3 separate regions of the Mus musculus genome follow, and regions 1 and 3 are each linked to region 2. The links are chromatin contacts, called in public Hi-C and promoter capture Hi-C maps. All regions are on one chromosome and are shown on one strand. The core of a region is the stretch at or near the end of the contact, and the rest is flanking DNA. Distances in the headings are between cores, read along the strand shown.

The links. Promoter capture Hi-C pulls out the DNA fragments that hold promoters and counts their contacts. Hi-C and Micro-C count contacts between places; a contact is called where the count stands out from the background.
Region 1: a promoter capture Hi-C map of pre-B cells shows a contact between it and region 2, with 10 times the contacts expected there. The contact joins the enhancer-like site here to the promoter of Eif2d in region 2. A contact is called at or near these places in 6 of 39 promoter capture datasets (the 3T3-L1 cell line, the C10 cell line, hippocampal neurons and 3 more), 4 of 484 Hi-C or Micro-C datasets (cerebellar granule neurons, cortical neurons and palatal mesenchyme) and 2 of 115 datasets of contacts at active chromatin or transcription factors (embryonic stem cells and large pre-B cells).
Region 3: a contact with region 2 is called in a Hi-C map of B cells, with 10 read pairs. The contact joins the promoter of Slc41a1 here to the promoter of Eif2d in region 2. A contact is called at or near these places in 1 of 484 Hi-C or Micro-C datasets (B cells) and 2 of 115 datasets of contacts at active chromatin or transcription factors (both in embryonic stem cells).

Annotation. Positions count from the first base shown.
Region 1 is chr1:130,548,846-130,553,426 of GRCm38.p6, reverse strand. The region is part of intron 2 of Gm16083 (a long non-coding RNA gene); the gene reads right to left. It also overlaps a transcript of Zp3r not described here. Among named protein-coding and RNA genes, the nearest start is that of Gm16083, 36 kb to the right of the region's middle. Within about 2 kb of position 2,441, at least 58 of the 459 cell types and tissues checked have an H3K27ac peak or open chromatin away from gene starts, as enhancers often do.
Region 2 is chr1:131,151,543-131,156,073 of GRCm38.p6, reverse strand. It overlaps Eif2d (eukaryotic translation initiation factor 2D), which reads right to left and starts at 2,867. Exons shown (of 15, transcript NM_001136070.1): 1 at 2,649-2,867; 2 at 1,655-1,845; 3 at 823-906; 4 at 351-441. The coding sequence starts at 2,704.
Region 3 is chr1:131,826,103-131,830,365 of GRCm38.p6, reverse strand. Slc41a1 (solute carrier family 41, member 1) reads right to left here and starts at 2,354. Exons shown (of 11, transcript NM_173865.3): 1 at 1,973-2,354; 2 at 1-355.

The sequences.
Region 1 (4,581 bases), core at 1,192-3,691, 600 kb after region 2:
CCATCATAAGCATGGTAAACTCTCCTCTCCTCTCCTTGCATCTATCTCCTGACTCTAGGAAACTAAAAGTCCTGCCTAGCCCTTTCACCCAACAATTGGCCCATGGCTTCTTTACTGACAGATCAAGAACCAATTGAGGAACAGGACCTTAGCATCATAACCATTCTTACACACTCTTTTTTTTTTTTTATTAAGACTTGCTTTGAGGCCTAGAATGTGGTCTGTTTTAAGGACAAGAATAATGTATATTCCTTTTCTATTGAATAAAATATTATCTGCAATATGTTTAAATTTGATTTATTAGATAATTTGTATCTTGGGTTTCTTTGTTGCATTTAGTTTGGATAACACATATAGAGTTAAGAACTAGGTATTGAAGTCACCAATTATCATTTTATAGAATTGTAAAGAGAATAAAAGGTTTAACAACGTGATTTAAAAAAACAACAACAAAAAAACCCCTTTAAGCCAAAAATATAAAGTTAAAATCTACAAGCATAGTAGTTTGTTTTGTTTTGTTTTGTTTTTAAAGGGGGAGAGAGTAAAGGTGAAAGAAAAAGAAAAGAAAAAAAGAACAAATTTTTCCCAATAAAGAAAAATGTGTAAGCAAAATTTAGATGAATATATGAAGAAGAATAAAAAGAAAGCAACAGTTTTGTTATACAATAAAGAAAAAATATGACTAAGGGTCTAGAAATCAGACAGATCCCTGCTAAACTAGTAGGGGAAGGGGCTCTGGGAGTAGGGAGACTGACACTCTAACAGTCTACTCACTTTCTGTAGTCTCAGCTTCTCTCCAGGTTGAAAAAGGATGACACCTCAGTATCCTCACTGTCTACTGATACCCTCTACCTGTGTTCTACCTCTCCCTGGGAACAAGAAGCCCACAGCCCCTGTGTCTGTACGTTGCACCCAATCCCACTGATTCAGGGCTCTGAATACACTGGCCCTCCTTGTGAGCTGATATCTGTGTTCCATATTCATTTTCCTCTGGTGCATCAATTAGTATTTATACAAATGGAAATTAATTTTGTTATTTCTCTCATGTTTTGGCCCTCTCAACTCCTTCCCTATTCATTGCGGCTGATATTTGCAAAACTTCCCAAATGAGTGTCATCCGCAAATTAGCAAGTCATATATTTCCCTTTCAAAGCATGAAGAGGATTGGCCATGTCTACCCACCACCTCCCCCCAAAGCACACACCCCTGGGGCTACCTTATTAAAGTACACTTCACATGCACAGGTTGCTAAGCAGGTAGAGGATGGGATGGGGGTGTGGAGAAAAGAGATGGAGGAATCTTGGGGCTATAAGCTCAAGAGGAAGGCAGTGATACAGTGGAGAGGCCTCAATGCTTTCCTAGCAGGTACAAAGATCACAGTCACAGTAGTCTACGCCCAGGCCAACCTCTCTGAGCACTGCAATGTCGTCTCTGAGAAAGACTGGACTGATTCCATACAAAGGACATTGGTAAATAGGCTTTTGGGGAAAATTAGTATGTGGATAGGACAGTGACAGCTTCTCCCTGGCAGCATCTTCACATAAACTCACAGGAGTGAGATCACACCTGCACTTGCTCACAGAATAGGGAGATAGCGCTTTGCACTTAAATACTCAAGATGACTGAGTTGCATCTCCCTGATTCTATTGGGTCTGGACACAAATCCTCATCTAAAATTCTGGGGCTTGAGACTTCCTTCGTTTTTTTTTTTTTTTTTTTTTTTTTTTTGAGCATGTGCTCAGTCACATGGTTACAGTCTGTAACCATCAAGAGTTCAGCAGGCAGCAGCAGGCTGCTGTGGGAGGGGAGGGGAGGGGAGGGGAAGGAGGGGAGGGAGGGCCCAGCACCTCCTGCTAGTCTGGACCAGATTATGTAATCTTACAGTGTTGTGCCTGTGCCTGTTCGGAAGAAGCACCCAACACCTGATTTCTTCCTTTGACTATAAGGGCTTTGGATGGCCATACTTAGTCTGTGGGGTGGCCAGGGTCTTTTGTCCTCTGAAGACTCCAGATTGGAATCCCTGGGGTAGTTGAGGGATAACCCATAAGTGCATCGGGAGCACGAGAGCACGGAAAAATAGCTACAGCACTTGCTCCACACACTGATCTCAGGCTCAGAAAATCAAACCCCAGGGTTACTCTCACTTGGTGAGATCAGCTCCAGGACATTAAGGGCAGTGTTTCTTTCCACAACGTTTTGGCTTCTTAGTATCCGATCCTCCACTCTCCACAACTGTTGGCCAGACCAGTCTCTCACCCTAGGGCTGTGGCAGGTTAAAGGGCCTCCTCTACTGTGAGAGGAAAGGAGGGACTAAATAGGTTACACCAAGATTAATCTGTGAATGAAGCCAGCTTGCCGAGGAAGAGAGACAGGAGTCCTTTCCCTGCTCTGGCATCAAAGCAAGCCCAGGAAATACAAACGGAAGAGGGCAGAGGTGAGTTATAAAAGACCAGTCACCACATGGCCAGGTGCTTCCGGGGGCTTTCCTTAGCTCACTGTTCTATTTCCAGGCCTGGGAGTGCCCTTCCTATTCTTAAGAAGCTATTTCTATCCCGCGTCTAACTTAAAAGGCGTGACCTTCCTTCATCACCTCCTGGTGGCTGCCAGGATTTCACCGGATCTTGACTGTTTTCTCTTTAAACCCTAGTTGTCCTGGAGATTCCCTTTAAGTCTGTTTCCCAATTGTTTTTATTGAGGCTAAGCACACCCAAAAAGAGACTCAGCTTCCGCAGTGACCTGCAGTCTGTGCTCGCGCTTGCTCAGTGTTTTCTTTCCGTTTCAATGCTGTGTTTCTTCAGCTTCTTCTCTGCTCCCGATTCCTGGAATTCTTTCTTCAGCTTGTTCTGGATGCTGACTTCCACTGCTTTAACTCTGATTCATTCCATTGTCCAAGCTTCCTGCCTGCTTTGTTTCAACCTCAGCTTCTTCTGCTGCAGCGCTCCTCCTTGCTGACCTTCGAAGTCCGGTTCTGATTCCTTTTCCAGTTTGCGGACTTCCCCTCTGTGCCATTGGCTTTCCTATGAGGTCCTCGGGTGAGCGCATAGGCTTGCTTGTATCATTGCTGTTCACTGAACCAGTGAGCACCTTGCCTGGTGTCGTAGGACTCAATGCTCACCAATGGGAAACACAAGCTATGGCCTTTTCTCATTATGTGGGCTAATAGCACCTTCCTGCATGATGAAAGCTAAGGGCAGAAAAGAGTTTTCCAGGCTGTTCCCACCTGTTTCTCTCTGTCCTGCAACCAAACTGTGTTTGAAGAAGAAAGTGAGCCACCTCAAGGGCACCAACATCAAGCTACACAACATAGAGAAAGACACTGATGTTCACTGATAGCCACGAAAAGTGACAAAACTAATGTGCCAGAACACAATGAAGTTAAAAATTGTTTAAAGGGGGCTGGAGATGGCTCAGCGGTAAAGAGCATGCGCTGATCTTGCAGAGAACCCTGAAGGGACCCTGGCCAGCACGGCTCTGGCAGGCCTTGCCCTTCTCCCCTGTTCCCTCTGCCTTGCTAAAAACGGATAGATTACAGTCATAGCCACCAAGTTCTGTTTCCTTATTTGGCCACTTCCTCCTCCTGAGGCTGGAGGTCCAGCTATCAAAGAATTGAAGTCCACAGTCAAAAGCCCCCTTTGGCTCTCCTAATTAATGTGCCCAATAAAATATACCACATCCGCTCCATTAGTAGCCCATTCTAACACAGCCCTGCCCTTTTTGTTTTCTTTTTGTTTGTTTGCTTGCTTGTTTTTTTTTGTTTGTTTGGGGTTTGTTTGTTTGTTTGTTTGTTTGTTTCCAGACAGGGTTTCTCTGTATAGCCCTGGCTGTCCTGGAACTCACTTTGTAAACCAGGCTGGCCTTGAACTCAGAAATCCGACTGCCTCTGCCTCCTGATTGCTGGGATACGCCTGCAGGTCTTTTGTTGCTGCTTTTCTGCCTGAGTCAGAAAGCAGCCACTTTAACCCTCCCAGCGCCCCACCCCCCAACACTTAATAAAGGACTTCTCTGTGAAAACACAGGTGTTTGTGGTTTGTTTCTAATCCTGAGAAAGGGGAACCCCCTGCTGTGCATGGCCGATCTCCTAACCGATCCAGGTTCCCTTCCCAGCCCCTGGTGTCAGGTGGTTCCTAACTGCCAGTAACCCCAGCTTCAGGGATATGCGATGCTCTGGTCTCCACTTACTGTACACACGCCCACCAACCTACCTACCCACACCTATATATGAATAACTGACAACAAATCCAAATTCTTATTTTGAAATAGGAATTCAATGAAATGAGGGAAGAAGGAAAGGGAACAGTAAAGAAAACAGATGAAATACAAGGAAAAAAGAAGAGAGCAAAGTTTTGGAAAGAGAAAGCAGAAAGTTTCAAAATATTTTTAAAAACGAAAGACAAAAACAATAACTAGATTGTTTTAGTGCAAAATTAAGACAATTAAAAAAAAACACAAGACAGAGAAAGAAAGAAAGAAAGAAAGAAAGAAAGAAAGGAGAGAAAAGAAAAAAGAAAAGAAAAGAAGAGAAAGGAAGGAAGAAAGGATGGGCTGGAGAGATTGCTCAGCGGTTAAGAACATTGACTGCTC
Region 2 (4,531 bases), core at 1,618-4,117:
GAAAATACTCCTTAGCTGTGGTAACTACGATGGGTCCCTGCAGAATGCTGGAAATCCTGGTGTGTACCCAACTGCACTCTCTCTTACAATCTTCTATAAATCTAAAGTTATCTCTAAAGTAAGCTTTAAACATTCAGCAGCAGCAAACATCTTATGCTTATAAGATTTGTAGCCTCTCCAGAGGTTTGTGCCAGCCACTAAGGGCCCACTATCTGCTCCAGAGAAACTATTTTTTCTTTCAGTTCTTGGTCTATGTGCTTTGGAAGTGGTCATTTTCCTCCCTTTTACCTCTTTTCACCACACACACACACACACACACACACATCCCACACAAAAGTCTGACACAGTACCTGTTCCCCACCAAGGCAATGGCACAGAGGTCGCCTTGCTGTACTTGAGGAAGACCAGTAGGGGGCACCACTACCCCTGGCAGCATCAAATCTGTTGCAAATAGAATTTAATGTCATTTTCATTTTTAACTTTATCATACATGTGTCAAAGAAACATGTATCAATTACATTATTCATGGTGAACATGGCAACTTGAGAATCAACCCTCCATTTCAGGTCTCACAAATGAGAGACCAAGTTCTACGTGCTAAAGTTCCTGAATGATTTAAAGTCCAGCACGGGGCAGATCACAAACTGAGAATCAGAGATGTCCAGGAAACTCAGAAACATTGGAAGAATAACACAAAGACATACACACCAGAAGTGGATACAGTTTTACATAAAAACACAAGAAATGAGTAGCCTTATAAGGTGGCAGATAATTACTGAAGAGATTTCAAGCAATAACTGGAATATAGAAAAGTTCTCTTACCTGCTCCCCCGACCAGTTTTTCCAATACCAGAGGCCATGTTATAAAAGTTGGTAGAATATCCGGATAGGCCCACAGTGTGTACACTGTACCAAGAGACCCAGGAAATACTTATTAACAAACACTCTCTGCTGGAGATCTAGAAATGCCAAGCACTGTGCTCACTTTAACTAGAATTCAGAAAGAAAAATAAAACATGTCGGGCAGTGGTGGGGCACACCTTTAATCCCAGCACTTGGGAGGCAGAGGCAGGCGGATTTCTCAGTTTGAGGCCAGCCTGGTCTACAGAGTGAGTTCCAGGACAGCCAAGACTACACAGAGAAACCCTGTCTTAAAAAAAGAGAGAGAGAGAGACTCTAACTAGGAAAACCCACTATGAAGCAGCTCAGGGGAAGTGTGTGACTGACACAGCTTAGTCCTGAGCGTACATTTTCTCCACTGTGTTAAGAAAAAGCCTTTTACAGATGGTTTACGCCATATTTTCTTTACATGCTCTAAAATTCCACCTTTGGCAACACTTCAGCACTCTTCCCAATACCCCCAGCTCCTTTCTCTCAGAACTTTGCACTGCCATTTTTCCATGTGTTTTGGGTTTTTTTTGGGGGGGGGGCCGGGGGTTTCGTTTGTTTCTTATCCCTCTTACGGTGAAAAGGTCAATTCTGGAAACACTAGGTCCCAGAAGATCCTTAGGAATAGTATTGGGAAATTCTGTGTTTATTTCATTTGAAAAGGTATGTTTATGGGGGAAAACAAAAACAAATATCACACCAAATCAACAGAGAATAACGTGTTTCACCAGGGCTGCAGTCTGGGCATTTCATCTGGTTACCATACCTGTTGGATACAAATTTTTCTCCAGTTCAAATAGGATGGGGTTACCACCACTCGTGTACACAGTCACCGAATCCCCTTTGTGAACATACAACTTCACAACATTTAGCTCTTCCTTTCCAGGTATCAATTCAGAGATCTGATCTGTTCCCAGGGCAGGGAAAGCAGCTGTCACATCGGCCCGGAGCTTTCTCCTGCAGAAAGCACACCAGCACGATGCACATTAATAAATACAGACATTCAGAATGACTATACAAATCATAAAGACTGAAGAAAGACTGCCTGGTTCGTGATGCCCCCTTCTCAGCTTTTCCAAATCCTATTATCTGTCTTATTCATTATTCTCAAGACCTCCTGGGCATATTATTCCATCGGAACACCTATTTTCACTAAGCAACCAAAGTTAGTCTTTAGAAAGTCATTGGAAACACAGATGACCTCACATGCTGTCCCCACTCCTGTCTTAGACTGGTTGGCAATCTGTCAACCTCTCATTAAAAGGCTACTATGGCACCAAGAATGATACCTAAAGAAAGCTGGCTCCAAAATCCCTGCGGAGCTATCCGTGTCTACGACACTGACTTAAAAAGGAGAGTTAACATCTCTCCTTACCACAGCTTTCTTAGGCTCTGCCACCTCAGGGCACGGACCTCTCCGACACCAGTCTCTCCGGCCAGGAATAATCGTTTAGGCGTTTCCCCCCCCCCCCCTATACTTTTAGTTTTGGTACACCATCTGAGTTCTCCCATGGACTCTAAACTCCATGGAGGACTTATATTCCCTCATTTTACATCTCCCACAAAACCTAGCTTGAGCCCAGTACACGCTAACTCAACTTTATTGTCCAAAAGACCAGCTGGAAGATAAAAAGAGACACCCCCACACCTTATCCTCAAAAATGTTTCTAACACCCCTGCTTGGCTCCCTGGGGTCTCTATGTGCAGCCCTACAAGTGTAGGAGCCTCGCTAGGCTAAGCAAAAGTATTCTCTCCCTCACCTGTCCGAGCCCTTGATGGCTGTGTTGGACTTGACCCGAAAGGCCTTAGCGAACATGTCTGCTGGAGTAGCTCAGGAAAGACAAGAAGAGCACAGACGCCAGGGGCGGTCAACAAAACGAAGGAGTGGCGGCTCCCGGACCCTCAACCCTGGAGGCAGCCATGCTGAGACTCGGCGCCAAAAAACAGCCTGCTAGGAACCCGGCCCTAGCCCTGATGCTGGCCCGGAACTGACGCAGCGCCAGGTGGGGAGGGGCGGGACAGACTCCGGAACTTCCGCTCCCGCTCTTCCACTTGGAACCGGGTGTACCTAGGAGCCTGCGGGTCTGTAGTTAGGGACGCCAGTTGTGCAAACAACGTCTTAGTTCTATTCTTTCTGCTCCATCCGCTTTAGATACGGCGTTGAGAAGAAACTGCCTGATTGCAGTCTATTCGACATGCGTCAAGTCCACAAAATGAACTGAGTTCATATTTTATTTTTTGAATTCATATATTATTAAACTTGCAGGTTTCATTGAATGCTGGTTCGCCCTCTTTTTAAAAATGCTTTTAAATGCTTAAAGGCTTTTATTTATCCATATCTTTATATGGTATTACAAACTAAAGGCTTCAGCTAGGATTTTTTTTTTTTTCCTCCTTGACGTTTAATTTGCACGCTGTAATAATAGCAGCAACAAGGAATACACTCCACCCTGGATTCGGTTTTGCCCAGGCTACTAGTAACAAAGTTCAATAACAAAGATGGGGCTTCCCTCAGAGAAACAACTGTGTACTCTACGGACAAGGATTTAAACTTAGGTTTAAATTAAACTTAAACCTAGGTTGCTTATGTTCTATTAAACTAGCGTTTGCATATCAGCTCTTCGGAGCAGAGTGCCCTTTCACTAACCGTAACCATTATCATAGTCGTCGTCATCATCATCATCATCCTAGTTGCTAAACTAATTTCACATTGATTGTCCAAAGTGCCTGGCAATCTCTACCTGTCATATACTAGGGCCTAGTTGCTAGCCTCAACTTCTACACCTCTGAGCCTCCAGACTTTTATTAGAAGCACCTCACCCCAAACCAAAGGCAGAGGAGCCTAGAGGAAAGCATTACCTGCAGACTCCTGTTCCTTGGACTGCTATGAAGTCACATTTAGGATATGTACCACCGAGTGTTTGTGGTCTGGAGAACTGAAGAAAATTTTAGGGGAATACTAGACATTTCAAACTGGGGAAACTATTGTAGATCCGAAGATGTCGATTGCCTTCCTAGAAATTAATGGCCAATAAGTAGGAGCCAAGATTCAGAGACATAGGCACTGCCACACCCAGTCTCTCCTAATCAAGAGCATAAATCCATACATGCTGGTTAGTTCTTTTGTGGAATTGACAAAAGCTAGAGTCATCTGAGGAGTGGGAGCCTCAGTGGAGACAATGCCTCCGTGGGAGACTGAGCTGTAGGCAAGTCTGTAGGGCATTTTGACTAAGGATTGGTGTAGAAAGGTCTAGCCCATTGTGGGTGGTGCCATCCCTGGGCAGGTGGTCCTAAGTTGTGTTAGAAAGCCAGCTGATCAAGCCAGTATGCAGCAGTTCCCCTATGGTTTCTGCTGCATTTCCTACCCTAACCTCCCTCAGTGTTGGACCTCTTACTGGAATGTATAAGCCAAATAAGCCCTTACCTCCTGGCTTAGGGTTTCTATTCCTGCACAAAAAGCATGACCAAGAAGCAAGTTGGGGAGGAAAGGGTTTATTCATCTTATACTTCCACATTGCTGTTTATCATCAAAGGAAGTCAGGACTGGAAGTCAAGCAGGTCAGGAAGCAGGAAATGACACAGAAGCCATGGAGGGATGTTACTGGCTTGCTTCCCCTGGCTTGCTCAGCAGACTCTCTTATAG
Region 3 (4,263 bases), core at 1,105-3,604, 670 kb before region 2:
CTGCTCCCAGCAGCTCTGTGTTGTGCCAGGGGCAATCTTTGGTTCTCAGTGGCCAGCTCCTCAGAGCAGGAGCAGAAGAGCTCAACCTGAGTCTGGAGTGCCTGATGCTGCAGCCCTCTCTTGGGAAAAGCTGAATGAGTTCAGATCGTTGAGAACGAAGCCTCAATCTGAGGCCAGGGTTTCTTCTCACTCCTGCTGGGTGGCTTCAGCTTCTCACAGCACCGTGGCTGGGCTCAGCTGGTCCCAGTGTCTGCTATCTTTCCTCTCTCTCCCAGAGATGTCTTCCCTTCTTGAGAGGATCTTGTACTTTCTCAGTTGCCTGGTCCTTAAAGTCACAAGAATTGGTGTGGAACACCTTACGTTGGGAGGAAGGACAAAAAGAAGAGGGGGGGGGGGGAGAATGAATGTTGGTACATAGCAAAAACCAGTTCCTACTAGGATGATCTGCAGAGCATGTGGTGTTACAGGGGTGGCTATTAGCTGTTCTTTTCCTGCTAGAATTACACTGTCCTGCCCCACTTCATGTCGAGATGCAGTGAGTTCTATTCCCAGCAGATTCCCAGCCAGCAAACCACCACCCAAAAGGAGGATGCTTCATAGGAGACCTTGGCATTGCCTCCTGAGCAACCTGGGGTGGGCAGGGATGTGATTAGTTGTTTTCTCGGATCTTGATAAGAACTCAGTATTACTTAAGTATAGTCCCTTATCAGTAAAGTTACAGATTCAGATGCAAACTCCCTACGCATTCACTCTTCTTGAGTGACTTATTACAAGACAGCAACAGCAAGACAGGGCAAACAGAGAGGCTGGTCATTGAGGGGAGCATCCCTAGACCTCTAATTGTCCTAGCCCCCTGCTGGGATGGGAGAGGAAGCCAGGAGAACTCCCCAGGCAACCGGGGCAGGGCAAGCCGGCCAAGACCAAGGCCAAGAACCAGAGGCCTCCTTCTTACTCTTGCCCTTGAAAGTCGAGTGTTACAGAAACCACAGGCTAAACCCTGGTCCAGGCTGCATTTACACTTCTCTCTATGCTAGATCCTGTGAGCCTGTCAGATAGGACCCGGCAGTTAACTAGATTGAAGAGACAGAGGGTGAAGCTACTGTTTATTCCTACATTTTTGGTTGCCTGGCCTTCCCCCTTTCCTCTCGGGTTACTGACAGCCAGACATGGTGTAACTCTTAAAAACAAAAATATCATCGGTAAAAGGTGTAGAAAGAGGAAAGAAAAACAAAGTCAGGCAAATCCAAGTGTCACAAGCTAATATGCATTTACTCCCAAATCATGTCTGTCTTTGCCTGCCCTGCTTTTCTTAGCTTAAAGGAATCCCCACGAATTGCCACCAACTTGTTGCATTTCACCAGCATGGCTCTCAATAGTAAAAAAAAAAAAAAAAAAAAATCCAGAGGGTTTTGCAGGTATGATGAACAGGCTGTTAGTATTCCAAACACTCACAATTAGTCAACTCCAGTTTGGTTAAGGCAGAATCAAACTCTAGGGCCCAAGTTATGAGTCTTCCACTAACTCGGTCACCAGCCAAGCCACCTTAACACAGCACCGTTGTTTTCAAAGATCCTCACTAGTCAGCCAAGAGGAAACACTCAGTCTGAGTCCACCGCCCCCGAGCCAGCAAAGTTTCTGAGTTCCTTCGCTAAAACCTGACTGCCCCCTCCCTCCCGTCTTTCTGGCAGGCCACTTTGACCTGGAAGGGGGCTAGCAAGGGGAGCAGGCCAGTCTCTCAACTACATCAGCAGTAAAGCCACTACCGATGGGCCTCAGGCTCTAGGAAGCCGCGTCTCCTTTCCAAGCGGGGATGGACAAAAAAGCCCGGTTTAGGTATCCCCAACTACAGGGGTGGGGAGGAGGAGTGCCTAGTTGATTTCCGCCGACTCCCGGCAACTCAAGACTGCAAAAGCACTGCGTCCTGGAGTCCCCCGCCCTCGTCTCCCTCCCTCCCAGACCCAACAACACTGACCTGCGCCTTGCTGGGGAGAAAGGGCGCCTGGAGAGTGGTAGCAGGGGCCCGCGGAATTGGGGGATGTAGGGTACCCCCTCTTCTCATCACTCCTCCCCCTCAGCCGTCCTCCTCGAGCCCCCGCGTGTTCCCCGCTACACCCCCAGGCAAGGCGAGCGTCCAACCGCGACACCCGGCTCGCTACATTTCGCTTCTGCCTTCCTGTGAGGCCGCCGCTCCGATTCCACGAGGGGAGGTGGCCTGGTGGGGGGCGATCAGGATATTCCGCCTCGGGCTGGTGTGGACCGGACTGGGCCTGAGATGCCGAGCTCGCTCGTCCCCAATCGCCTCTTGCCCGCGGACTTGGACAAGAGTGTTTGGCTGTGGGTGGCAAACGTGATCTGGGGCAGAGCGGGTGGTAACCCCCCTCCATCAAGAATAGAGTCAGGATGGACAACTGCATCAGCCAATCAGAGCAGGAAAAGGGGCGGGCCCCGCCCAGGCCCCGCCCATTTCCCCGGCGTTTCTTGAGCTGGGGGCGGGGTGAGGGGGAAAACGCAGCAGAGTGACGGGAACTCAGAATTGGAGGGTGTTGTGGGCTCGCGGTGCTCAAGCGCGGGCGGGTGCTGCGCTCCTGAGTTCCCACGGCCTCTCAAGGCGAGCGTTCTGCTACGCATGTACTCCTGAATCTTGACTATCTCTAGTGAGCCTCTGGGCCTTCCAGAAGACCCGAAACCACCCCTTTGAGCCGGCCAGCTGGCGATCGCCCGGGCCGCAGCAGCCATCGCGTGTTCCTTCTCCACGCCCAGTCCCTACCTTCTTCCTGGGCACAGTTCCTATTCATCAGGCTCCTCATCTCTCCTTCCAGGTTCCTTGTTCCTCTGGGCGACTGACCGAACCTTAATCTGCCTTAATAAAGTTCCAGCCTTGATAGGGGTGGGGATGGGCAGACTGGAGGGAAAATTTGGTAGACTCATGGCTGGGGCTACACACACCAATGAGGTAAGGGCGGAGGGGAGCGGGGGTTTCCTTTGACCCAATCGTGGCCCCGTGGGAGAGAAGTCTCCATCCCGGGCGAAATGAACGCCAACTTTCCCTGACGCACCTTGTGGAATCAAAGTGTTTTCATCCTCGCTTTTGCCACTTCCTCCCTGGGGTGTCTTCACTTCATCAATCCAAAATCAGTACCAGTTAGTTCTCTTTGGGTTGTTTTTGTGAAGGGGATGTGACCTCCCTATAAAGGAACTCCCATTTCCAGCCTTTCCCCCTTCATCGGTAGAGTCTATAACCAGAGGTTCCTTTCCTGTCACCTTCTTCCCTAGAAATGTTCCTTGGGGCAACTGAGCATTTTTCTAGACCATAGAGCCTATGACCAGAGGTTCCTTTCCTGTCACTTTCTTCCCTAGAAAGGTTCCTTGGGGCAATTGAGCATTTCTCTAGACCGTTGAATAAGGATAGGATGTATATAGGAGAGAAAAAGAGTGCTGGCTACTGAGCACACATGCTCAACAGCAACTGGAGAGGGCCATTCCTTTGGACAATGATAACAAATGTAGCCACAAAAACCTGTCCCCACCTGCTAATCCAGCAACCCCGGGCTCAGCTCCGCTGCTAGGATATCAAAGGTCTATATTTTTTAAGGGCCCAGCAAATGTCACTGTAGTTGAACTCCAATTTTGGTTTCACAGCCAAGTCTATGTTTGGATATGGAAGTTACTCCTAGATTGGGCAACACTAGGTCTTCGCCAGAAGGACCAGTTTTTGTGCACAATGAGTATAGATTGAGAGGAAAACTAAGACTGATTATATGGCTGCCTGAGTGTTGGCAGTCTTAGCCCTTGGGAGACAGAAGCAGGAGACTCTACAAATATGAGGTCGTCTGGGTCTACCAAGAGACAGTGCCTCATAGTTAGAGTTATACAGTTGAGACTCTGCCTCAAGGCCAAAAACTTTCATCCAATAGCAACTTAAAAACAAAATCTTTGTCCTTCTCTTATTTCCACCCCCATACTCTTTATCTACTTGAAAAGTTTTTCTTTTTAGTCGAAGTAAACTGAACATATGGGAAAGTGCGTAAAACCTAGAGTATGGACCACCAAATTATGGTACAGGGAACAGGCTGATGAAACCACCACCAAAAGGAAGAATTCAGTCATTACTGCCACCCCAGAAGCTCCCTTGGTCACTCTCTCACCCTCTTCCCTAGGGTGGCCTCTGTCTGACACTGTTCATTTTGTCTGTGAGCGCTTGGACTTTCTATAACAGAACCTCTCAGGAGGCACTACTATTCTGTGCTTAGTTTCTCTTACTCA